7 separate regions of the Mus musculus genome follow, and all the other regions are linked to region 1. The links are chromatin contacts, called in public Hi-C, HiChIP or PLAC-seq and promoter capture Hi-C maps. All regions are on one chromosome and are shown on one strand. The core of a region is the stretch at or near the end of the contact, and the rest is flanking DNA. Distances in the headings are between cores, read along the strand shown. Region 1 holds the start of Tmem167 (transmembrane protein 167). Region 2 holds the start of Atp6ap1l (ATPase, H+ transporting, lysosomal accessory protein 1-like). Region 3 overlaps Atp6ap1l (ATPase, H+ transporting, lysosomal accessory protein 1-like). Region 4 has its middle 81 kb from the start of Atp6ap1l. Region 5 has its middle 110 kb from the start of Atp6ap1l. Region 6 has its middle 160 kb from the start of Atp6ap1l. Region 7 has its middle 110 kb from the start of Gm35111.

Region 1 (3,048 bases), core at 256-2,755:
TTACCATCTTAAACAACCTTAGCCTCTTTACTAGAGCCTGGACCAGAACCTCATACAGAAACATCAACCTGAAGTGTCAAACAGTAGGACCTAGCAATCTTTATATGAATAGAGTCAGTTATAACATCTACCAACACTTTCACTACTGTAAAACCCAAACTTACTGAGCTCAGAACATATTTTCTACGTCTACATTTGAAACATTCATGGTTAGTCAACTTAAATAGTAAGTATAACACAAAGCAATTTTGAGACTATTCAATGACAATCACTTCTCCTATTGGCCTAATCCCCAGTCCCCCATTCAAATACTCAAAGAAATCCCTTGTCCTGCAGTCTCCTGATACCACTAAGATGCAGATTCTGAACTTGAGTATTTGATCAACAGGTTTAGCAGTTGGGTATAACTGATTTTAAAAATGTAGTAATAATTTCAAATAAAATCTTGGATGACAATGCAGTAATAAACACAATCACATATAGCATAGCACTAGGTAAAAGTACTGTGTTGCCATAAGTACTAGATTCTCATGATTCAGCTAAATAATGGTTAGAAATTAACATATCACATCAGTTTCCTTCACTAAAGCTTTCTATACTTCTTCTAGGTCATTAAGTTAAAGAATGGGTAACATTCTGAATAAATACTAGAGCCATACTGACTAAAGGAAAAAAACAATTATTTAAACACACAGGATTTCCATAATTTTGATACACTTGGAAGAGTGGGGAAAGTGCCCGACTTCAGAATCATTCCAAGAATGTATATAAAATTGAACACATCAGATTACATCTTCCCCGTATCTACAAAACTCATAAAGAGAACTAGAGGTGAAATCGTTTCTCACCCACTGGTTTTATACTAGCCAAATAATCCCCTCGGGAATGGGCCGTTCCTTTCCAGTAGCTACCACAGAGTTCTTTCCCTCTCCCCACGGCCTAGAACGTCTAAGCCCCGGATGTAGAGTGTGCAAACAAGGAGGGGGCCAGCCAAGGCCAGCATTGGCTGGCGGGAGGGGCTGGTGGGTCATCACACTGGACGCAGCCTTTTAAATCCAAGTCTCCACCACAGAGCAGCTCAGCACAGTTCCAAGGAGTCCCTCACGACTGAAAATTCCACGTGACACAGAAAGAGACACTTAGGAAGGAGCCCAACAGGTGCTCACATTGGGAAAACCTTACATCTACAAAAGGCTCAGGGGGTCACAGACAGGGTAAAAAGCACGCACTGCGCAGCTTTAAAGCTAAAATCAGGGACTACAGGAGGTTGACATAGAAAGGGGGGAAAAAATGCATTGCTTCTGGAAAGACACCACAGCCACTTCCGGGCCCTACCTCTCAGTACTCCACTTCCGGTCTTCTAAAAATTGTGGACGCCAGAGATAAACCGATGCGCCCAATGAGAGAATCCGCTAATACCGTGGTTTGCGAGTCGTCGGCCAAGTCCCACCTCTTCCGGTAACAGAAGCCTATCACGGAGTCTGAATGGTGCGGCATGGGCGGAGGCGCCGCGATAGGTCCAACCGGACCGCTGGAGCGAGCGGGAAGCACAGCGGGCCTGCATCCTCTTCCGCCCCGGCCCGGAAGGGTGATGTGGCTGGACCAGCACCGGCCTCACTATGGTAAGAACCTGGGCTTCCTGGCCGCGGTTGAGTTTCTCGGCGGGGCCGCGGCTCGTGCGGGGCGGCGGGGATGGTGCGGGCGCTGTGGGGCGCGGGAGCCCTGGCGCTAGCGTGATTCTCCGGGGATCCGAGGGTGCACAGGCTGGGAGTCATGCGGCCGCGATGCACATCCCGGAGCATCAGGCCAACAGTCCTAGGAAGAACCCGGGTGGTGGACTCGGCCCCTCGCCAAGAGGCCGACTTGCTGCGTTGTTTAGTGTGGAATTACGGTGGCATTCCACTAAGCCGATTGCCATCTGCTACAAATATCTGGACGGATATACACTTTCAAACGCTGGAGTCTCAGTCTCCCCCTTTCCCCTTTCTTTTATGTGTTCCCTGTGTCACCCAACCTGCATCTTTCTGCAGTAATTAATGGATTGCCGGTTTTCTTAACACTAGATACTACTGCTTCCGTTTTACCTGTGGAATCAATGGCGAGATAGGGCCCCTCCCTCATCGTTTTTTCAATTCTAAAGACACTTCTTTGCAAACGAATGTTTTTAATGATTTTAGTTACTGTCTCGAAGGAACTTGAGCCTTACTCGCAGACCACCACTCACTTTGGGAGTTCCTATGCGTGTTATTATTGATTGTTTAATAGTTTAAACCTCAGAAAACCTTACACTATAAATCACAAATAGCAACAACAACAAAGGTCAGGACAAGGAACAGAAAGCCCCTGAGTAAAGTAAACATTAGTAATTAACTTTTAAAGATCTATGAATGCATCTTTTCAGTAGTCTGGTAAATGCAGGAATCTCCCTTCACTATCACTTCAGTGGGTTTAGAAGCCATTTATAACTATATTTCTAGAGAAAGCTTGTTGTGTTATCATCTCAAAATCAGCCAGGACTCTCCCACCCCCACTAGACCTCAAATTCTACGATTAGAAGATACTGAATTTGAGTCCATTAAAGCCTTTTTTTTTTTTTTTACTTCGTACTGCAGATAGTATATTCTTGGTCAAAAGGATGTTAATAAACAGTTACAGAACTTGAAAAGTTGCTTTCTTGCCTATTTACCGAGAAACAAGTAGAATGACTTTGCTCTTAGTCAAAGGTACATTTTACATCCTCTCCTACTTAGATAAAATCAAGATAATTTAAGATGTACAGTATTTTAACTTTTTCCAAAAACAAGCTTTTGTTTACTAGTACTTGATGTGTAGAAGATGTAGTTTCTAAGCATTGTCTTGCTTTAAATTCCTGACTTCTGAGATATTTCCAGGTAAAGGAAGAGAAAAGTAGGGAGCCTGAGTTGTCTAGGATCGGGTACCTAGTAAGTAAAGCCAGGCCTCAGATTTATCTAATGACTCTATGGAGTGGTAACAAGAAAAGTGACTGGTGTGTTCATGAAGATATGCAGTTTTCTGCTCCAGATTTTT
Region 2 (3,048 bases), core at 331-2,830, 820 kb after region 1:
TTATATTAAAATCTAGGATCTGCCTAAGAGAGAGAACAAGCTGTATTTCTATTTCTAAGTCAGAGATGCTACCTAATAGCTCAGTTACACCCATTTTCTTACAAATGTCATCTTTTTCTTTGGGATGAAATAAAATTTTATTGCATATACATATCACATTTTCCATAAGTACTAGTTAGTAACATGTAGATATTATAGCTATCTGGAAGAGTATAGCTGTTTATATAATTTCTAAGATCTATGATGCTCCTGAAACTAAAATTATATATATCTTGCCCTAATAAAAGCAGAATTTGATTTTTTTTAATTTTGACATTTTTTTTGCCATTATAAGAAATACAAAAAAAACACTCATTTCTATGTAAACTGGGTGGAGTATGTTTTATAGACTTGGATAGAGCTCAGTGGTAGAGCACTTGCTTAGCATTCACAAGGCCCTAAATTTTATTGCTCAGTAGCACAAAAGTGCAGGATTCCATGATATTATAAAGCCAGGTGCGTGCTCGTAATCCCAGACCTTGGAACCTGGTAGGAGGTCAGAAGTTCAAGGCCACTGTTGGCTATAGGCAGATTCAAGGTCAGCCTGGGCTTTAAGAGACCTGTCCCAAACAAAACAAGGTAACATTTAACCACCTAAGACTTTTAAGCCATGTCCTATCTAAAAGTAAGCTTCAATGAAAGCACCAATTAATTTAGGGAGAGAAAAGAACAGAGCATTTTTAATGTCCATCCTTAAAGCTGTTATCAGCTGCTGACTTAGGAGTTCTTCATGGAGCTTTGCCAGATCACCCTGCTTGCTGCAGGGCTCTGTGTTCGCACGAATGTCCCCAGTGCATTTGGTGAGATGGCACATCATGAATAATTGGGGAACAAGACATACAGTGGCTGCGGTTGAGATTCTAAATATACTTTTTTAGAGACAAGTGTGTACTCCTTTGTAAGATATAGAAAGAAAACAGACAAGAAAACAAAAACGGTGCTTGTTAATTGCAAGGGTTGTCCTAAACCATCAGCACCTTCTATTAATCAGGGCGACTTAACACCACTTCCTTGGGCTCACAGGTTACGCATCCCTAAGGTCTCCACTCATATAATTATGACAGGAGACACTGTGAACTTAGCCCCTATTTATAAACATAAAAGAAACCGGAACCAGGTCTGATCTGAGAGTCCGTTAAGCAGTGGTATATTTAACACAAATGCAGTGTTTCTTAGTGTTTTGAACAATAGTCCTTGCCTCTTACAATAAAAGTCTAGTATAATAACTACTGTCGTTGGCTGTATGGTATAACCTAGCTTATACATTTTTGAACCATAAACAAATGCAGGAACGTAACTCTATAAAGAAAGAACAGAACATCTAATATCACACTTGCACCGAGGTTCACAAACACATCGCGTTAAAGGATGGGCCGTTACTCACCCTACATTCTTCCTGGCAAGTATCTGATCCAAACTGACTGAAAACACCATACATAAGAACAAAAGTGAGAAACTAAACAAGAGTTTTCTTCCCATCAAGAAGTGTATGCTTCTTCAAGCCAAGCGCATCTGTTAATTTGTAGAGCAAGCAGAGCAGAGGCTGGACTGTTCTTGCCAAGTGACTGACAGCACTTTCAGCCAATACAAAAATAGCTTTCCCAGGATGCACTATTGGGGAAGGTGGGGGGGGGGGGGGGTAGGAAGGAAAGCGAGACCTGACAATGGCTCCATCTGAAGCACAGAGTTTTAACGCAGCATTTAGCTTTTCAATTATTCATTGCATTAAAACACTAGGGAGCGGGTTTTAGAGAAAAATGCATAGCTAGTGAGCCCTTTACGGGAAGTTACCCTATTGGGTGACTGCTGCACACACTTAACTAAGGTTCTCACAATGATTGCCTTTCTCTCTCAAATCGACAAAGTATGTATTTTTCCAGACATTTTTAAGGCAAACTAGTTGGTAAAACAGTCTCTAGAACTTACCTCTGTTTCTACACGTGTCCTAGGTCACAGTTCCCTGTTGAATGTGAACTTTCCATCTACCTGAGAGGGCTTCAGAGAGATACTGAGGACCTCTAGCTCTGGAGTTAGGAGCAGCTAAAGTCATGCCCGGTGGGATGGCTTTGAGAGTGTTCTACCGTAACAGCCAGGGAAGTTCTCCCTACTGTGAAAGTTTTCTGTAGAATCAGGGACAGGGTTGCTTTAAAGAATTGTCTCAGAGGGAGGAGGTATGCGCACAGGACAACGACGCGTGTGCTGGAAGATATCAGAACAACGTCCAGTATTTTCTATGCTGTTACATGCTGGGTAAAAAGGATTCTGGTGAAGATGAGATGGCAAAAAACACACATAATAAAATCCTATAACACTGAGAGTCTTTCAAAACGAAACATAGGCATTTTTGTTGCTTCAGAACTTGATACTTCGAGTGGAAAAGTACTAGTGACAGAGGCTATCTTTAATTTTTTAAATTATTATGTTATGGGTATGAGTGTCTTACCCGCATATACGTCTGTGCAGCGCATGTGTACAGTGCCTTCAGAAGGCAGAAGAGGTCCTTGGATCCCTTGAAACATGAGTTACAGATGGTTTGTAGCTACCATGTGGGTGCTGGGAATCCAACCTGGGTCCTCTGGAAGAGCAGGCAGAGCTGTTAACCACCGAGCCATCTCTGCAGCCTGAGAAGGGCTGTTTTTAATTGAATTTGGGGGGAGGTAATGGATTTTTAGGGAAGCTAGGGACTTGTTGGTGACATTCTTCTCTTCATTGTGTGCTGTCTCCTCCTCACGTGGCACCAGGCACCCCTCCAGAAAACTACAAAAGGGAAATGAAGCATAATAAATGGGGAAAATGAAAAAATACAGAAACAAAGGGGAAGGGTTGTGATAATAACTTAATAATATGCTGGGTGAGCTGGCACACATCTATTTTCCAGCACTAGAGAGCTGAAAACAAGAAGACCACAAGTTCAACTTCATCCTTGGCCACATAGTTAGTTCAAGGTCAACCTGGACCACTTGAGATGCTGTCATCATCATCGTTGTCGTCATCATCTCTGTGGGACTG
Region 3 (3,048 bases), core at 344-2,843, 800 kb after region 1:
TCTTCATAGCAGCCCATGGGCAAGTGACTATTTTACTGTAGCTTAAAGAAGAGCCTGGGGCTCGGGAAAGTTCTGTAACTCACCTGGAGTCACACAGCAGAAAGCGTGTGGTAATAAAATTTACACATGAAAAACCTGGTTTCATACACATGTGGCTTCATACGACTCCACAGCTTTTGGTATTGTCTATCTCTTTCCTTGTCACTACCATAGAAGGCTGTATGTGGGTCATATGCAAATACCATGCCATTGTATATAAGGGGCTTGAGAATTCGTGGCTTTGGTAACCATGGAAGGAATTAGGGTCTGCAACCACTCTCTTGGGCCTACCAAGGGACAAATGTTTATTCTACAAGAAATGCCAGCAAACCTGCAGAGTGGACAGCACTCTCCTGCGGACATTCCTCTCCCCTGGCCTGAGCTTGCATCCATGCTTCTGTTTACATTCTTGGTGCTTCCACAAAGCTAGCATGCCATTCACTGTGAGGAAGGCAGTTTCACGCGTGCAGGTTACACAATCCTGAGGAGGGATGTGCGTCTTACAGCAAGTTCTCTGGGGCCTCGGGGGGGGGGGGGCCCTGTGAATACGTACTGGGGTGCTCCTCCCTTCTGCTGCTGCTCCAAAGCCTCAAAGCCTTGCTCAGCCAGCACAGAAGTCAAATCCTGTGAGTCTGCGAACCAGTCGTCCCTGGTGGCTGCAAAGTCCTCCTCTGACCTCTCTTCCTTTCCTTCATTCGAAACCCCCATCCCTGGTCTTTGAGCAAGTGTTTGTTTTATTATTTCGGCTACAAAATGTACATAACATAAAATGGGCCGTCTTAACCACTAGCACATGCTGGTATAAGTGCCACTGTCATTCCATGCCTGGAATGGTCCTGAGTATTGCACACATACGAAGTCACCTACTTTCTACATGGATGAAGACAGGACATATATGGACAAGGTGAAGTAACCTAGCCATGTGGTAGAGGAGCGATTTTAAACTCCTATCTGCCTGACTCCAAAATGCGTGTTATTCCCATCTTCCCTTGGCCTTTCATCAACGCTATGCCTCCTCCAAGCTGAGAGAAATAGACATGAATCTATACACCCATGTAAATAAAGAACAAGCGGGAACATGCATGCCCTTATAAGGGATGTGCAATGCCATGCATGCTGCTTCAGTGAGTAAGACAGGCCGCAGGTAAACAAGATTAGAGGGACTTGAGAGAATGTCTCTCAGCTGGGACGCTGACTGCAAAGGCGCCTGTCATGCTCACATGTGTTTCTCCCAGGTTTTCAAGCTCTCTGGGCTATTTTTGATGGCTGACGATTCCATTCCCAGGCTAACTGTCAACACTGTCTTTCCCACTTCAGATGTACTTCTAATCTGCCCTGATAAGATCGCTGTTTACTCCCAGAAGGGCTCTCCTCACAGAGCTCTGGGCCCAGGAAATGTCAGTCACCGGGCTTCAGCCACAGCTGCACTAGGGTTTAGATAAGTACCTGGGAAGTGGGTAAACAGGAAAGTAAACGCGAGCCCTGGAGGGCTCAGGCAGAAGAAACTCTCCACCCTGCTCCATCTCACACCTCAGAAGATCCAGAATAAACCAACACTACCTTAAAGGTACTGCACGGACACTCTTCCTTAAGCGTCCTGTTTTGGGTTACTTCAACTGAGTTTCTTTGGCACCAAGTAAAGAGTGCGTTTTAGTTTATTACCTGGAAATCAATAAACGTGACCTCCCACAGGCTTGTCACATCATCTGAGCTGCTAAGCAACAGTAGGGCATCATTCCGCCGCAGGCTGCTGACCCGTTGGCAGCGGTAGGAGTAAGTTGACAGAGCATATATACCGGTTGCGTTAAAAGTTGCTTGCACCGAATTGTTGAAGATTATCTCGACGCGGTGTAAACTAAACCAACTCTGGCTGGCCAGCTTGTTGTAATTGGTTAGGGTGAACCTGAAAAGGATCGAACATTAAGTGTTAGCTGGAGCGTTTTTTTTTTTTTTTTTTTTTTTTTTTTAACTGTCTCAAGCCGGGCGTCATCCGTGAACAGTACAATGGCGCCCTCTTTTGTCAGGCTGTGGAATTGGGAAGAGGCTTTTCCGGAGCCAAACCAGAGCCAGGTTGGTAAGAAGGCACATGATTGGGAACAAGAAAAAGAATAATACAAAAATCCTCCAGGGACGAAGTGGGAGGGCGCTTTTTTATTTTCTTTTCTAAGAATCAAATTGTATGTATATTATTGCATGTTATGTTCATTATCAAATTTAATTAAAACTTAGGTGTATATTAACACAGAATTAGTCATAAAATAATAGCAATAGGTTTCTTACATTATCCCAGTGTCATATATGAGGAATTGAGTCTAGGGGGACAAAACCACTTGCCTAGTTTCTCTCCTATGTTGTGTTTAAACTGCCTGTCAGATTCAACCTGAGACCATCACCCTCACCACTAACGATTAACGTGGAACATTCTCTAGTCATGAAAAAGTATAGTGTATTCATGATAATTTTATTTTAAAAGATGAGACATTACATAGAAAATTTCAAGACTGACAGACTTAGAACATTGGTAGTAATTGGAAATACTGGTTGAATTATCAATTATTTTCTTGTTCTTATAGCTCAATATTTCTGATCTTTCTGTTCTCGTGGATTCTCCTTATTCTATTTGTGTTCATGGAGAGTCCTGGGAGCTGAGGTAGAAAGAACACTTCTGAACAATCTAATTCTAGGTAGAGGCTAGGGTGTTGATACTCTCCATGACACGGATGGGATGCAGTCAGCCCAGTCTGTTAGGGTGAGGGGTCTGGGCTCACTAGAGATTCACCATGACCAAAAATATACTTTGATAACCAGAGTCTTTTCATTTAAGGACTGACACCCAGGGTGGGGCCAGGACTGCACCTGAGAGCCATCCCAAGATGCAGCCCCTAGTCATGTCAGGCCAAGGCTTACAAAGTCAAAACCCACCAGACTACATGCATCTGTCTGTGTAGGCAGGCTCTAATTTTAAAATATATGTCTTACAGTTGCCCTAGTCATCTTTTTCAGCAGAGT
Region 4 (3,048 bases), core at 232-2,731, 730 kb after region 1:
CTATTTGTTTGCTTACACTCAAAAACCATAGTTGTTTAGAATACAATATTGCCCATTTTTATTTCTATGTATCTCAAAGCCATACACTTTGAAAGAGGATAATAAAAGCCAGTTCTAAAGGAAATAGCTGCCAGCTGCTGGAGAGATAATTTAGGGATTGGTCTTCTGTAATTCCTATGGAGTATATGCAGGTGGTAGGCTTTTTGTTCCCCATCACCAAACAGGGCACCATTCCGTAACTGCCAAGAGTGTTGGGCAGCACTGTGTTGAGAAGTATTTAGCAGCCAGATCCCTGTGGGGATGTACCTGTGGGGGTGTCCAATGTGTGTAGCTCTGGTTGACTTTCATGGTGCAAATGCTTTCATTATGGCCACCAGAAGGAGGCTGCTGAACAAGGAGCTGGAAAGTACCTGTAGTTGTTCAGCACACCACTGACACCATACAGCTCACAGCCATTGCCTTCCCTGAAGAGGTGGCCCCTGCTACAATATCACCTCTGAGATTTCACCCAGAGATACTTGTAGACAATAATTAGCTGATACAGATGGCCAAAATCCTGCTCCCTTATCTATGGATACACTGAGTCACATGAGGCATGTCATGCTCCCTGAAATATGCCATGCCTCATGATTTGAAAAAGTCTGCACTTTTAAACTAAGTTCCACAATCTTTCTGTTTAACAGAAGTTGTTTCGACCTTTTCTTCAGGATCCTTGAATACAGTTAATGCTCCAAGCTGCTGGATTGCTGTGTCCTATAGCTACTCCAACCCTGCCTAACTATAGGAAGCCTGAATGAGGTATGGGTGAGTGAGTGAGGGTGTATCTACCGAAACCCTGAGTACTCGGCTTCCATCACTACTTAGTCCATGTGCTGTGACAGACATTCAGAGGCTGCCTCTGCAGCACATAGGCTCATAGCAAAGCTGCTCAAGACATGGTATCACTAGACCCTGGGCTTTTCTTTAATCAGGAAAAGAGAGAGGGAGAAAGGAGGGGGGGAGTGGAAGGATGGGTGTGGCCTGGGCACAGATGAGGGCAGAATCCAGACACTGAGGGACCTTAAAGGGATCTTCAAGAATCCTTTCTAACTATCGTTTTACAGGTGGAACAACTGAGATTTGGAGGTCTAAAACTGAAACTGAACCCTTTGTGTCTTACATCGAAGTTCAGAGATGTCTCTCTATGCCAGTTGTCTGTTTAACTTCTTAGGACAACACTGAACCAGTATGGAAGCGGAAAGTCTGAAGTTTGTGGTCACTTGTTAGGATTTTCCTGCAGATGCCCCAGCACTGGGTGGTGGTTTGCTTAGCAAGACAGCCTTCAGGCTCCATGCATTCCCCAGGGTGGATTGGAAGCCTTCACTCTATTCAAAAGGAGGCCAAAGTCAAAAATAATTTTGTGCTTTCCAGCTGTTGTCCCTTGATCACTGATGGTCCAGGAATGCCCTCTGGTGACTTCCTGCTGTGTGTTCAGGCAGACACAAGCCTTCTGGAGACAGAAGGTGGCTGTGGGAACAGGGAGGGAGGCCTAGACGCCTGGAAGTGGTTTTCTCTCCTAACAAATGTGATGTGGGTGTTCTGTCAGCAAACTCGTGGGATGTGACCAGGAAGTCGGATAAAAGCTTAATATATCGTTACGCCCCAGTAGCATTTTGTTTTGTCCTCTAATGATGACTATAATTCTTTTTAATTACACAATTATTTCAATACTTACTCAACTCATATTATACTAATACAAGGCAAGGAAACAATAACAAATTAGTAAGCAGAAAAAGCTCTAACACAATTTTAACTTGGGCATATCCTTCTGTGGTTTTCTGCATAATATGACCACCATTTCAAAGAACATTGACTAAAGCATATTCATGGAGGCTCAGAATGGATCTTTGCAAGACTGGTACGTTTTTAGTTTTGGAGGCACGAATTTAAGACAAACAGGAAAAAAATGATATTTGTGCCCCTAAAAAGTTGAAAGGGATGTCGATTAGAAAGAGAATTGTGGGACTAAAGGTTGTCTGGGGATTATAATGTAAATATACTTATCCCCTTTAATTCTTCTATTGATCAAAAATATTAAATGTGAGTCTTCCACTAGCAGCCTTTGGATGAAGACATAGAACTCTCAGCTCTGTGCCATGCCTGCCTGGAATGCTGCCATGCTCCTACCTTGATGATAATGGACTGAACCTCTGAACCTGTAAGCCAGCCCCAAGTAAATGTTGTTTTTTATAAGACTTGCCTTGGTCATGGTGTCTGTTCACAGCAGTGAAACCCTAAGACAGAAGTTGGTACTGGGAGTGGGGTATTGCTGTGATAGGCCTGACCATGCTTTTATTTGAAAGAATGTGGATTTTGGGACTTTGGATTTGGAAAGCAGTGGAATGCTTTAAATGGGGCTTAATCGGTCATCCTAGTAGGAATATGGAAGACTTCGTTGCTGGGAGTAATTTGAACTGTGTTGACCTGGCCCAAGAGATTTCAAAGGAGAAGAATTTCAGAATATGGCATAAAGACTGTTTTTGTGGTATTTTGGTGAAGAATGTGGCTACATTTTGCCCTTGTCTGAAAAGTCTGCCTGAGGCTAAGATGAAGAGTCTTGAATTAATTGCATTAATTGCATTGACAAAGGAAGTTTCAAAAAAGCCCAGCAGAGACTTTGTTCTCTGGTTAAGTCTCACAAAGAGAAGTTTGAACAAGCATAGCAAGCTTAGAAAGGAAAAATAAAAAATATATGGTTCGAGTATTAAAGACATACCAGGAAGTGAAATGGAGCAAAATCCTGTGTTCTAGGAAATAACAGATTAAGGGAGTAGGACCTTGGGGCAAGATCCTACCCAGCTGAATTTAGATCCAGGCATGGTGGTACACACCTTTAATCTCATGAGACAGGCATGCTGATCTCTGCATTCAAGGTCAATCTACAGAGCAAGAACCAGGATAGCCAAGCTTAGGCAGTGAAGGATTTAGAAAACATAAAGCCAATGATAATGTAATAGTGCAAGGGGGTCATGTTCCAGTTCCTGCAAGCAGCAGAATTCGGCAGCTTCG
Region 5 (3,048 bases), core at 235-2,734, 710 kb after region 1:
CACATGCATTGCATATATGCCAAAAAAACTAAAGTATATTCCAGATATATTCAAATTATATCCATTTCCAGTCAGCAGATTGGTGTAAGTTTGTTATGAAATACAACCAAGGACAATCTTTTCTCCTTTCAATGTATTTCTGTAGATTTCTATGGAATGATTTTTAATCTAGTTCAAACTCATTTTGACAGAAATATTTTATAGAGAGAAACAAAACTCTACTATAAAAATAAGATACATTGCTGTGTGCATCCATTATACTCAGAATCCATGTCCTCCCATCAAAATCATGTCATTTGTTCTTATCTATGTCCCAGAACTTCACTTCCATCTCCCAAACATATTCGTATTTTGTTTTAGTTTATACATGTTCTCATGTTGCTCCAGTTACTATTCCTTTATACCCGACCACTTCATTCTTTGGACATTATCGCTTGACAATTTACTGTGAGTTTATTCTGCTTTAGAGTGAACTTTGATTTTACCTCTGGCTGAGTCTCAAGTCTATGGCTTCCCCACCCACTCCTGTGCAAAGGGCACTAAAGGCATATCAGGGAATCTAATTTTAAAGTTAGATGCCTTCAAATGGCTTAGCTCTAGTGTGAAAATAGGAATGTGATCATTTTAAGCTATAGTAATATAAAGTATATATAATAAAATAGGAACTTGATGCTTTGATTAAACAGGAAAAGTGACTCATACGTATAGAGCTGAAATTATATATATCATATATATGATAAAATAATTATTTATATATATATAAAGATAGGAGAACAAAATCAGAGCTTGGCCTTTGGTGTGTGGCAGAGACACCATGGAGGATGAGAAGGCTATGGTTTCCTTCTGGCTTTTTATTTTAGTTTTGGTGTTGGTGTTGGTTTTGGTTTTGGTTTTGGTTTTGGTTTTGGTTTTGGTTTTGGTTTTGGTTTTGGTTTTGGTTTTGGTTTTGGTTTTGGTTTTGGTTTTGGTTTTGGTTTTGGTTTTGGTTTTTCTCCAGAGCAAAGAAAACTTCCTTGGTCTTGGGGAGCTTAATTCGGAGGGGAGCTCGTGGTGCAGGACAAGCAATGATGACCAGAGCCACCCTATAGTTTTCAAATGTGTTATCTCACATCTAGGAAGAATAAGGACACATGGGCAAAGACCAAACAGAACGAATGTTGATTTATTAAGAAAAAGTGAAAAAGAGCTCCTGACAATTCCACTTCTGAGTGGAGTTCCAGGGGAGGAACACTGATACACCGCCCTGCACGGTGGCCTTTTATAGGTCTTATGATTGGTCTAAGGTGATGTTTATTAAGACTGGTCTCATCTAGGGTCAAAGCTAGGGTCATCGCAGGTCAATCAGAAATGGGTCCATATACCTCGGCCTCACTGTAGAAGTGACTACATGTCATTTGTCCCAGCAAGGGAGTGGTCATTATGCTTCACCACTTATGATTCAATGGACCCCGCCCTTACTGCCTAAAGGGAACTTACTCTTGTCTCACTATGACTAATGCCAGGCAGAACTATATTCCACTAGCCAGGCATGTAATCCTAGGATCATGTCACCTCTCCTAATCCACGGCCTCAAGATAGAAGCAGACATTGTTTCCTAACTTCAGAACCCCCAACTCCTCTGACCTCACTCTCCATCCCCAGTGGAAAGAGCCTTCTTCAGTCTAAGTCCAAAATCCACAGGTCAGACAATGGAGCTAAAATTTTCCTCCAGTATTCGGAGGAAGAAAGGTAATGGAAGCAAAAGGAAAAACATAGTCAGCTGCTGTCCCAGACAAAGTTTTCAGGCAAAGAAAGTGATGACTTAGTCATAAAAGTTCCAGAAAGAAAATTTTCCACACACACACACACACAAAGCAGTGACGGCACAGAATATTTTAAATGGTGAAAATAGTGACCGGGGATTCCAGGCTGATGTATCATCTGCCTGACATTCCTGTGACCCAGTGAGTCAGTCATTCCTGTCAGTACAGAGTTTAAGTCTCCTTGTGTGGGAGAACACAAAGGGGAGAGCTTTGACTGACATAGCTTTCCCCACAGCTTCCCCCAGGACAGCCTAGCTTCTCAAGCCCTCTTCTGCTTCAGTCTCCACAGCGTGGACAGCCTGTGCACACTGCCCTGAAGTGAGAAGTGCCATTTACCAAAGGAAGGTTCCTAGGTTAGATCCTCACATCCGGCCCATGCAGCAGCACGGTGATACACATGTCAGAAGAAGAGGCAAGGAAAAAAACAGCTCAAAAAAGCCCAAAATATCATGAGAGATAAATGGCGGCGATAGTGAGTAAATGCCCTACGGGCATGCGCAGTCAATAAAACACCACTAGCACGGCAGAAAGATCCCAGCTGGAGAAGATCAGAGGTGAAAGGCCTTCAATTTATTGAGAACTGGGGCAACGGGAACTTCCCAAAAGAAGGAATGGTTCATAGCTTGGCAGACAACAAGAAGGCTGAGGGAGGCAAGAAGGTACTTAGAGGGAGCTCAGGAGAGAGAAGGCCTAACCCAAAGATGACCACACACTCAGACAAATGTAGTTCCCTGGAGAGACTGGCCTTCGAAAGAGATCCAACACAGAGAGCTCCGATGAAGCTAAAATGAGGTGATGTCTATCTAATGCATGATGTTTCAAGAGAACAAGGTCACAAGAGGTTCCAGTAACCAAGAGGGGGGGAAAAATCTGAAAGACAGACATGGTCAGCTGCAGATAAATTCTGTAAGAGCTTTCCAAAATGAGCCGAAGAGAAAGGCCATTCAATCAAGGAAGAAATATCTGTTTATTTTCACGGACGATTATAGGCTTAAAAAGCAATCTTGGAGATTTTTAGCCTTAAATAGATAAATAGCATACTATTTTCTAGTCAACCACCAAATATAACCTGGTATCTGGAGTGCAATTTAATATGCAATTCCCAGAATAAATTATATTGCCCTAGCTATATATTTCCAGCCTTGTGAAATACCATGTGTTTCCTTCTCCTAGAAATGCACTTGGGGCTCCCTGCTTCTCCCTGGGCTGCTTAGGGTCGGATGATGTCTCCAGAACTCACTAGTGT
Region 6 (3,048 bases), core at 400-2,899, 660 kb after region 1:
TGCATATATGTATATATGTGAGTATATGTATGTGTGCATATGCATATACATTACATATACACATATATGGGTTATATGGGTTTCATGTAGTCTAAAACTCTAAAACTCACTATGTATCCAAAAATGACCTTGAATGTCTGATCCTCCTACCACAACCTACAAAGCACTGGGATTCCATGAGTAGGCCACCATTCCCAGTTCATGCAGTGATTGGGACTAAACACAGTATTTCACGTGTGCATAGTAGGTACACTCTACTAACTGAGCCACATCCTCAGCCACTCCCTTCTATATAAAGTCCCTCAAAGACTTCATGAACTTTCAGTTTGGGAGGCCACATTCACTTCATATAACAATTTTTAGCACATAAGACATGAGTGTGTGTGTGTGTGTGTGTGTGTGTGTGTGTGTGTGTGTGTGTGTGTGTGTAGGCTTGTGAACTCCTAATTCAAGAACTATTCATTTATTTTGAAAATTTGTATTTGTCTGGTTCTTTATGTTTGTTTGTTCTTTGGGAACAAGATCTCACCATTCACAACTAGACAACCTAGAACTCACTATGTAGAAGAAGCTGGCCTTGAACTCATAGAGATCTATCTGCTTCTGCCTCTCAAGTGCTGAGATTCCAGGTAAGCATCACTATACCCAGCCCAAGGTTTGCTGTACTGTAGAGGCAGTAAGTTTTTTCATGATTTCATTTAGATTGTAAACCTATCAAATTCCTAGTTCCAACACTGTGTCCATGGTGGCAGATGAGTATAGAACCCTGATTGAAAGAAGACAAAAGTTAGTAAAACTAGGCCATGCCAACAGACATATTCAAGAGTAGGAGTAATAGAGAAAAATTAGATGGCCAGGACCACAATGCTCAACATTAATCTATGCCATCCAAGAAGAAGCTCTGAAGTAGACATTCTCTGTGTGTATGTGTGTGTCGCTCTCTTGTGTGAATGTGTGATCTGTCTTTGAGACAGGTCTCATTTTAGCCCAGGTCCCCAACCCCTAAATGCTGGAATTACATATGTGTTTAGCTGATTTATGCAGTGTTACAGATACAATCCAGGACCTGTGCATACCTAGCAAGCTCTGTCCTAAATGAACTACATCCCCACTCTTAAGCTGTATTAATAAGATATCAGAACTTGGGGGCTGGAGAGATGGGTCAGTGGTGAAGAGCACTGAGGTCCTGAGTTTGATTCCCAGCAATCACATGGTGACTCACAACCATCTGTAATGAGATCTGATGACCTCTTCTGGTGTGTCTAAAAATAGCTACAGTAAATAAATCATATATATATGAACTCATCTGTTACACTCCATCCCTACTTAATTCTCCTTTCTTTCCTCCTTCCATGAAGCTAGAGTAAAGAGAAGAGCCTGGCTTCCTTCACAGAAGCTAGCCTGAGACCTTCATTCAGGAGGACATTTCAAATCAAGAGGGTTGTGTTCTTATGGAGCCTTACCAGCCTGTGACTGTGAGGTTGCTTCCTTCTTATTCCCAAATCACTCTGACATAAGTTACTGTGATTCCAGTTCCTGGAATCCAGACCTAGACCTGCAGTTTCCAGGAATGTGCAGTCATTACTGCCCTGGCAAAGTTCCCCTCTTTCTCCACTGGAAACTCCTGCTGCTCAGACGTGCTGCTGACCTTTCCAACCACACCCTAATGTCAAGGTCTTCTGTGAGCACAGCTGTCCTCACAGGGCCTGCAGCCACTAGTCCAGTTCCTGATGGGAAGGGAAAATGCTGCCTTTTCTGTTAATCTCTCTGAAACATAGGCCAGATTTCCCAGACCCTAGAGACTATTTAATAGCTTGTTATAAGAAGTTACTGATAGTAAGAGCTAAAAGAAGTATATGACAGAGAAAGTCTTGCTGGAATCTGGTCCAGGGGATCAGAGGTCAAAATGGAACCTCAGAGGTCTTTACTGGGTATTTGTGTCTGGCTCCTGCCCTCTCCACATGACCAGTTTCCATACAGCAGCATAGGGTCCAACTCTTCACTGATCTTAGAAGGAAAATATTTCTTCTGCATACCCAGACTGTCTTATTTTTATCTAGGAATATCTCTTTCCTAAGGAGCTGGGCTTTGGGAGAAGCATTTTCTCAGGATTGTATCTAGTCATGCATCTAAGATAAAGCTAAGCCCATGACAGAAACTGAAGACATGTACACATTGAGAACATAGATCTCAGTTTAATCAAATTACAATAGCAGTAGCCTGAGACACTGTCAACACACTTCAGAGTCTTATATGAGCCAAAGAGGGGACCTTACGCTAGCTTCCATGGCAGGCAAAATATCAAACCTGTGTCACCTGTGCCTAAATCAGGCTCCTCCGTTTCCTGAAAGTGTTTGAGTATATATATATATATATATATGTGTGTGTGTGTGTGTGTGTGTGTGTGTGTGTGTGTAAATATTTCTCTGTCTCATAGATATTCAGAGAGAGAGAGGAGAGAGGAGAGAGAGAGAGAGAGAGAGAGAGAGAGAGAGAGAGAGAGAGAGAGAGAGAGAGACCACACATGCACATGTGTCCTTCCAAAACAAATTATAATTTCAAGGATAAGATAGCCTTATTTCAAGCTTATGGAAAAATACTTAATTTTACAGAAACAAACTTCTACCAGTTATTAAAGTATTTAAAATCTGAAATATTATTTGCTTTTGGATTGTGTAGAAAGATTTAAGGGTTTTGTTGCTTTTTTTTTTTTCCTTTTTCCAAAATCAGGGGGAAGATATCTGTCTAAGTATGAAGAGCTAACATTAAATAACTGCCCTGACCAATCAGAGGTCAAGCCTCTTTAGCAACTGACTCTAACAAGTTTCCATAATAAGTTCTGAGGTGGCTGTCCTCATCCTCTAAACACAAATACCTTATCAACTCTGCCCTGGAAACTATTCTTAGGAACTGGGCCACTTAACATAACTGTAGTGTAAGACTTGAGTAAAGACCTCTGTTTGTAATCAATTTTCTATGTCTTCTCTTAATGATAATTGCATTGTCCAAAGAACTAGATAAGGATGGAATCTAGACTGACCAAAGAAA
Region 7 (3,048 bases), core at 328-2,827, 570 kb after region 1:
GGAAGTTCTGTGAGCATTGAGAAAGCACAGAGGCAAGCTGCTTTCATCTCTTCAAGACCATCTATCTATTCAAAAAGAGCAGCTTCATTACATTGTCAGCTGATCAGAAGACCAGGAACTGTAAGCTCAGATGTGCCTCCCCCATCATCTGCTATCAGGGGAGTTTAGAGGAAGAAGCCGATTGAATGGTGAGATGGGGGTATTTCAAGGTTCTTTGCCCAGCTTAGGTTATCATGTCTTTCCACAGGTCCTATGCTCCTTTGGATGTGTGTAGGATTTTAAGCTTGTGAAATCAAAGGTCACCAACCAGATGAACAGGTTCTTTATGCATAGGTCCACTCCTTAAAACTTAGCTTCAAACCATCCTAGAGTGAATTCTTGATGTCTTTCTTGAAAATCAAAATAAGTACTTTGCAGTTTCTGTAATTTATGTTTGTTTTCTCCAGGTCTCAAAGAGTTTTGGTTTTGGCTTTGTATTTACTAAGGTCTTGAGTCTAGTTTTGGCACTGAAAATAATGTAGGTTGAAAATTAATTAAAGAAAGCAATCCATGTAAGCTATATACAAAATCTCAATTCTCTTCTAAATAAATCTTCTCAGTAAAACCTTGAATTTTAAAGAAAGGTTTGGTAACAGTTTGAAAGGGTTTGAACAGAGCTTTTTAAAAAAATAGTGAAAAGAAATGAAGTTCAATTTTCCTAAGCAAAATCTGATCCCTGAGGCATTCCCAACCAATTGTTGTCCACAAAACCAGAACAACCCTGGTTCAAAGGTCAGTGACTAGTTTCCCCCCAAGTTTGGACAAACACTGGCACTCTGGTTTAGTGTGAAAGACTGCAGACTTGCTTCCTCTGGGGAATCCTGAGGAAATGTCATCAAATATTGTGAAGGCTGAGTGGCCAAATATTAACCTCAATTTATATCACAGAAGCCAAAAACCAAAACCCAATGAAACCAGTGAGCTTCTCTGCTGTCAACTCCATGAAAGATAGAAAACAAAAAGATCATGAAATAGTGATCTATAAGCAACATTTTGTGGACCAGCAGAGAAAATTAAATGCTTTCAAACCATTGAAAATCAGCCTTTCCCAGGCTTACTCTCACTGGCTAGACTGTCAAAATCAAATGAAAATGTATGTAACCTTCAGGGTTGGAATTTGATTTAATTTTCTGCAGACTGTGCTCTATTACAAACACAAGTTCATAAAGGGACAAATTAAATATTTTTTTCTTTTTTTGATTAAAATAATTTCACCTCTCCTTGAGAAGTAGTCTTTAGAAGCCTTAGAGTGTCTTTCCAGTTCTACGAAAATAAACTCCAAAAAGTTTCAACAACAACAAAAGCAAGCAATCAGCTTCTATAGCAAAGAACCTACACACTTCGAAAGGCATCTTTGGACTGCTGGGTGGAATATGAACTTAGAAGCCCACCAGTGACTTCCAGATGTGTCCAGAAAGCTCCCCTGTCACCAGCAATTGCTCATGGTGATTTGGTCCACTGGGTTACTAATCCTGTATAGGGAGACGTTGTGTCCTGCTGTCAGACCTGTCAGTGGCACCAAGCTAAAACCAAAACTCATCCAAGTAGCAGCTGACCCTCTTTTTACTGCTTATGTGCTTATGCATGGTTCATTTCCTTCCGGGGGTCAGAGTGCCAAAGTCAATTCTCCCAGCTCATCTCCATCACATCACAAGCTTTCCTTTGTCTCCTTTCAGGCTCCACTGAGCTCTGCCAGAAAAAAAATCGATTCTCAAGTTCCTGCAGTGATTAAATCCCTTTTTCTGCTAGTAACTCTAGAGGGTCTCCATTTGTTGTCAGTGGGATATACATGTTGTTTTAGTAACTTGCTCTTGTAGGTTTTTATCGTGGAAAGGACATTCCTTTTGTGATTTTCATGTCTTTAATCCTTCCTTTTTCATCATCTTTAGCTACATAGTTTCATTTCAGTATATGTTTCAAGCAAGAGAATTTTATAAAAAGAAATTTGGTTAATTAAGGATGGAATACATTTTTTTTTCAAAACAGGAAAACAATTTTTAGGTCAATTAAGTAAAATAAGGTTTCTTTAAAAATACAAGTCCTGAATGTGACAATCCTCAGGGTAAGAAGAGGTTCAGAGAACTACAAGTGAGCAAGAGGAAGATCCCCAGGAAAGCAGAGGTGTGGCACAGAGCGGATCTCTGCATTAGTTGTTTCTACATTCCTTCCAATGTTCATATTAGAACACGTGATGTCATCAGGATAGGTTGTATCTGATCCAGCTGCTCTCAGCCTCTGTCTCTCTCCCTCTCTCTCCCTCCCTCTCTCTCTTTCTCCCTCATTGGTTGTCCCTCTATCCTTTTCCCTGACCCTATCTTACCTCCCTCTCTTTCCTCCTCTCCTTCTTTTGTGCCCCTCCTCCTTTTCCTCCTTCCGCAATCCCTCCCTGTATCCAACTCTCTCCCTCTCCATGTCCCAGTCACTCTCCCTGTGCTTCTCCCACTCACCCTTAACCTCCTCCTCCTTCTCCTCCTTCCCCTCCCTCCCATCTCCTGATTTCTTGAAAGGCCAAATAAACACTGCAGTGGCAAAGACATTGAGTATGAGTCCCTCCACTTTTAATTGTTCTATCTTATATGTATTACACATTTTAGTTAACAAATCTAAATGAGAATGAGTAGGGAGGCTCAGAGATTAGCAACATGCAAAAACAGGTATGCCGAAATGGACACAAAATTATCAGAACCTGTAGCAACCTCTTCAGTTGGATATGGAGGAAATGGAGTTATGACTGGAAACATGAAGAGTGACAAGTTAGAGCCTGTGAAAAATGAATACGTCTAATACTGCCTTCTGTCGAGCTCTCTGTTGGCCAAACTCAGCTGGAAACTGAGTTGCAGCTCCAAACTCCATAGTTCCTAAAGCTACACCTACTACAAACCCTTTCTCAAAATACCATCACACCAAACACGTGAATGAATTATACCTTTGAGCTCAATCAGGGTTCCTACAATTCTAACATCCTATGGTGGCTCAGTCCAAGACAGGATGTCAACTTGTTGTTCTCAA

Evidence for each region. Promoter capture Hi-C pulls out the DNA fragments that hold promoters and counts their contacts. Hi-C and Micro-C count contacts between places; a contact is called where the count stands out from the background. HiChIP or PLAC-seq counts read pairs in DNA pulled down with a chosen protein or histone mark.
Region 2: a promoter capture Hi-C map of embryonic stem cells shows a contact between it and region 1, with 5 times the contacts expected there. The contact joins the promoter of Atp6ap1l here to the promoter of Tmem167 in region 1. A contact is called at or near these places in 15 of 39 promoter capture datasets (the 3T3-L1 cell line, the C10 cell line, cranial neural crest and 10 more), 3 of 484 Hi-C or Micro-C datasets (adipose-derived mesenchymal stem cells, bone marrow-derived macrophages and erythroid progenitors), 8 of 115 datasets of contacts at active chromatin or transcription factors (acute myeloid leukemia, bone marrow-derived macrophages, craniofacial prominence and 3 more) and 3 of 9 other capture datasets (adipose tissue, embryonic stem cells and pancreatic islet).
Region 3: a contact with region 1 is called in an H3K27ac HiChIP or PLAC-seq map of extraembryonic endoderm stem cells, with 21 times the contacts expected there. The contact joins the enhancer-like site here to the promoter of Tmem167 in region 1. A contact is called at or near these places in 15 of 39 promoter capture datasets (the 3T3-L1 cell line, 3T3-L1-derived adipocytes, the C10 cell line and 9 more), 1 of 15 datasets of contacts at CTCF or cohesin (the NIH/3T3 cell line), 4 of 484 Hi-C or Micro-C datasets (adipose-derived mesenchymal stem cells, bone marrow-derived macrophages, embryonic stem cells and 1 more), 16 of 115 datasets of contacts at active chromatin or transcription factors (the NIH/3T3 cell line, acute myeloid leukemia, bone marrow-derived macrophages and 6 more) and 2 of 9 other capture datasets (adipose tissue and embryonic stem cells).
Region 4: a promoter capture Hi-C map of cranial neural crest shows a contact between it and region 1. The contact joins the enhancer-like site here to the promoter of Tmem167 in region 1. A contact is called at or near these places in 15 of 39 promoter capture datasets (the 3T3-L1 cell line, 3T3-L1-derived adipocytes, cancer-associated fibroblasts and 10 more), 1 of 15 datasets of contacts at CTCF or cohesin (the NIH/3T3 cell line), 25 of 484 Hi-C or Micro-C datasets (the G1E-ER4 cell line, the STO cell line, Sertoli cells and 17 more), 14 of 115 datasets of contacts at active chromatin or transcription factors (craniofacial prominence, embryonic basal ganglia, embryonic forebrain and 7 more) and 1 of 9 other capture datasets (embryonic stem cells).
Region 5: a contact with region 1 is called in an H3K27ac HiChIP or PLAC-seq map of embryonic fibroblasts, with 5 times the contacts expected there. The contact joins the enhancer-like site here to the promoter of Tmem167 in region 1. A contact is called at or near these places in 3 of 39 promoter capture datasets (cranial neural crest, frontonasal cranial neural crest and liver), 1 of 15 datasets of contacts at CTCF or cohesin (the NIH/3T3 cell line), 4 of 115 datasets of contacts at active chromatin or transcription factors (the NIH/3T3 cell line, embryonic fibroblasts, embryonic stem cells and 1 more) and 2 of 9 other capture datasets (adipose tissue and pancreatic islet).
Region 6: a contact with region 1 is called in a promoter capture Hi-C map of the 3T3-L1 cell line, with 9 times the contacts expected there. The contact joins the enhancer-like site here to the promoter of Tmem167 in region 1. A contact is called at or near these places in 9 of 39 promoter capture datasets (the 3T3-L1 cell line, 3T3-L1-derived adipocytes, cranial neural crest and 4 more), 1 of 484 Hi-C or Micro-C datasets (nephron progenitors) and 2 of 115 datasets of contacts at active chromatin or transcription factors (craniofacial prominence and fetal liver).
Region 7: a Hi-C map of nephron progenitors shows a contact between it and region 1, with 2.5 times the contacts expected there. The contact joins the enhancer-like site here to the promoter of Tmem167 in region 1. A contact is called at or near these places in 4 of 39 promoter capture datasets (cranial neural crest, frontonasal cranial neural crest, hippocampal neurons and 1 more) and 2 of 484 Hi-C or Micro-C datasets (both in nephron progenitors).

Annotation. Positions count from the first base shown.
Region 1 is chr13:90,088,162-90,091,209 of GRCm38.p6, forward strand. Tmem167 (transmembrane protein 167) reads left to right here and starts at 1,506. Exons shown (of 4, transcript NM_025335.3): 1 at 1,506-1,622. The coding sequence starts at 1,620. Xrcc4 (X-ray repair complementing defective repair in Chinese hamster cells 4) reads right to left here and starts at 1,447. Exons shown (of 8, transcript NM_028012.4): 1 at 1,336-1,447.
Region 2 is chr13:90,903,775-90,906,822 of GRCm38.p6, forward strand. Atp6ap1l (ATPase, H+ transporting, lysosomal accessory protein 1-like) reads right to left here and starts at 1,581. Exons shown (of 7, transcript NM_001145879.1): 1 at 1,424-1,581. The coding sequence starts at 1,518.
Region 3 is chr13:90,884,853-90,887,900 of GRCm38.p6, forward strand. It overlaps Atp6ap1l (ATPase, H+ transporting, lysosomal accessory protein 1-like), which reads right to left. Exons shown (of 7, transcript NM_001145879.1): 6 at 1,702-1,942. Among named protein-coding and RNA genes, the nearest start is that of Atp6ap1l, 19 kb to the right of the region's middle. Within about 2 kb of position 1,594, at least 64 of the 459 cell types and tissues checked have an H3K27ac peak or open chromatin away from gene starts, as enhancers often do. A contact at or near this core is called in craniofacial prominence, extraembryonic endoderm stem cells, neural stem cells and 1 more, where this site is marked.
Region 4 is chr13:90,822,615-90,825,662 of GRCm38.p6, forward strand. No RefSeq gene overlaps it. Among named protein-coding and RNA genes, the nearest start is that of Atp6ap1l, 81 kb to the right of the region's middle. Within about 2 kb of position 1,482, at least 5 of the 459 cell types and tissues checked have an H3K27ac peak or open chromatin away from gene starts, as enhancers often do. A contact at or near this core is called in cancer-associated fibroblasts, where this site is marked.
Region 5 is chr13:90,795,522-90,798,569 of GRCm38.p6, forward strand. No RefSeq gene overlaps it. Among named protein-coding and RNA genes, the nearest start is that of Atp6ap1l, 110 kb to the right of the region's middle. Within about 2 kb of position 1,485, at least 54 of the 459 cell types and tissues checked have an H3K27ac peak or open chromatin away from gene starts, as enhancers often do. A contact at or near this core is called in the NIH/3T3 cell line, embryonic fibroblasts and pancreatic cancer cells, where this site is marked.
Region 6 is chr13:90,743,637-90,746,684 of GRCm38.p6, forward strand. No RefSeq gene overlaps it. Among named protein-coding and RNA genes, the nearest start is that of Atp6ap1l, 160 kb to the right of the region's middle. Within about 2 kb of position 1,650, at least 24 of the 459 cell types and tissues checked have an H3K27ac peak or open chromatin away from gene starts, as enhancers often do.
Region 7 is chr13:90,659,519-90,662,566 of GRCm38.p6, forward strand. No RefSeq gene overlaps it. Among named protein-coding and RNA genes, the nearest start is that of Gm35111, 110 kb to the left of the region's middle. Within about 2 kb of position 1,578, at least 11 of the 459 cell types and tissues checked have an H3K27ac peak or open chromatin away from gene starts, as enhancers often do. A contact at or near this core is called in nephron progenitors, where this site is marked.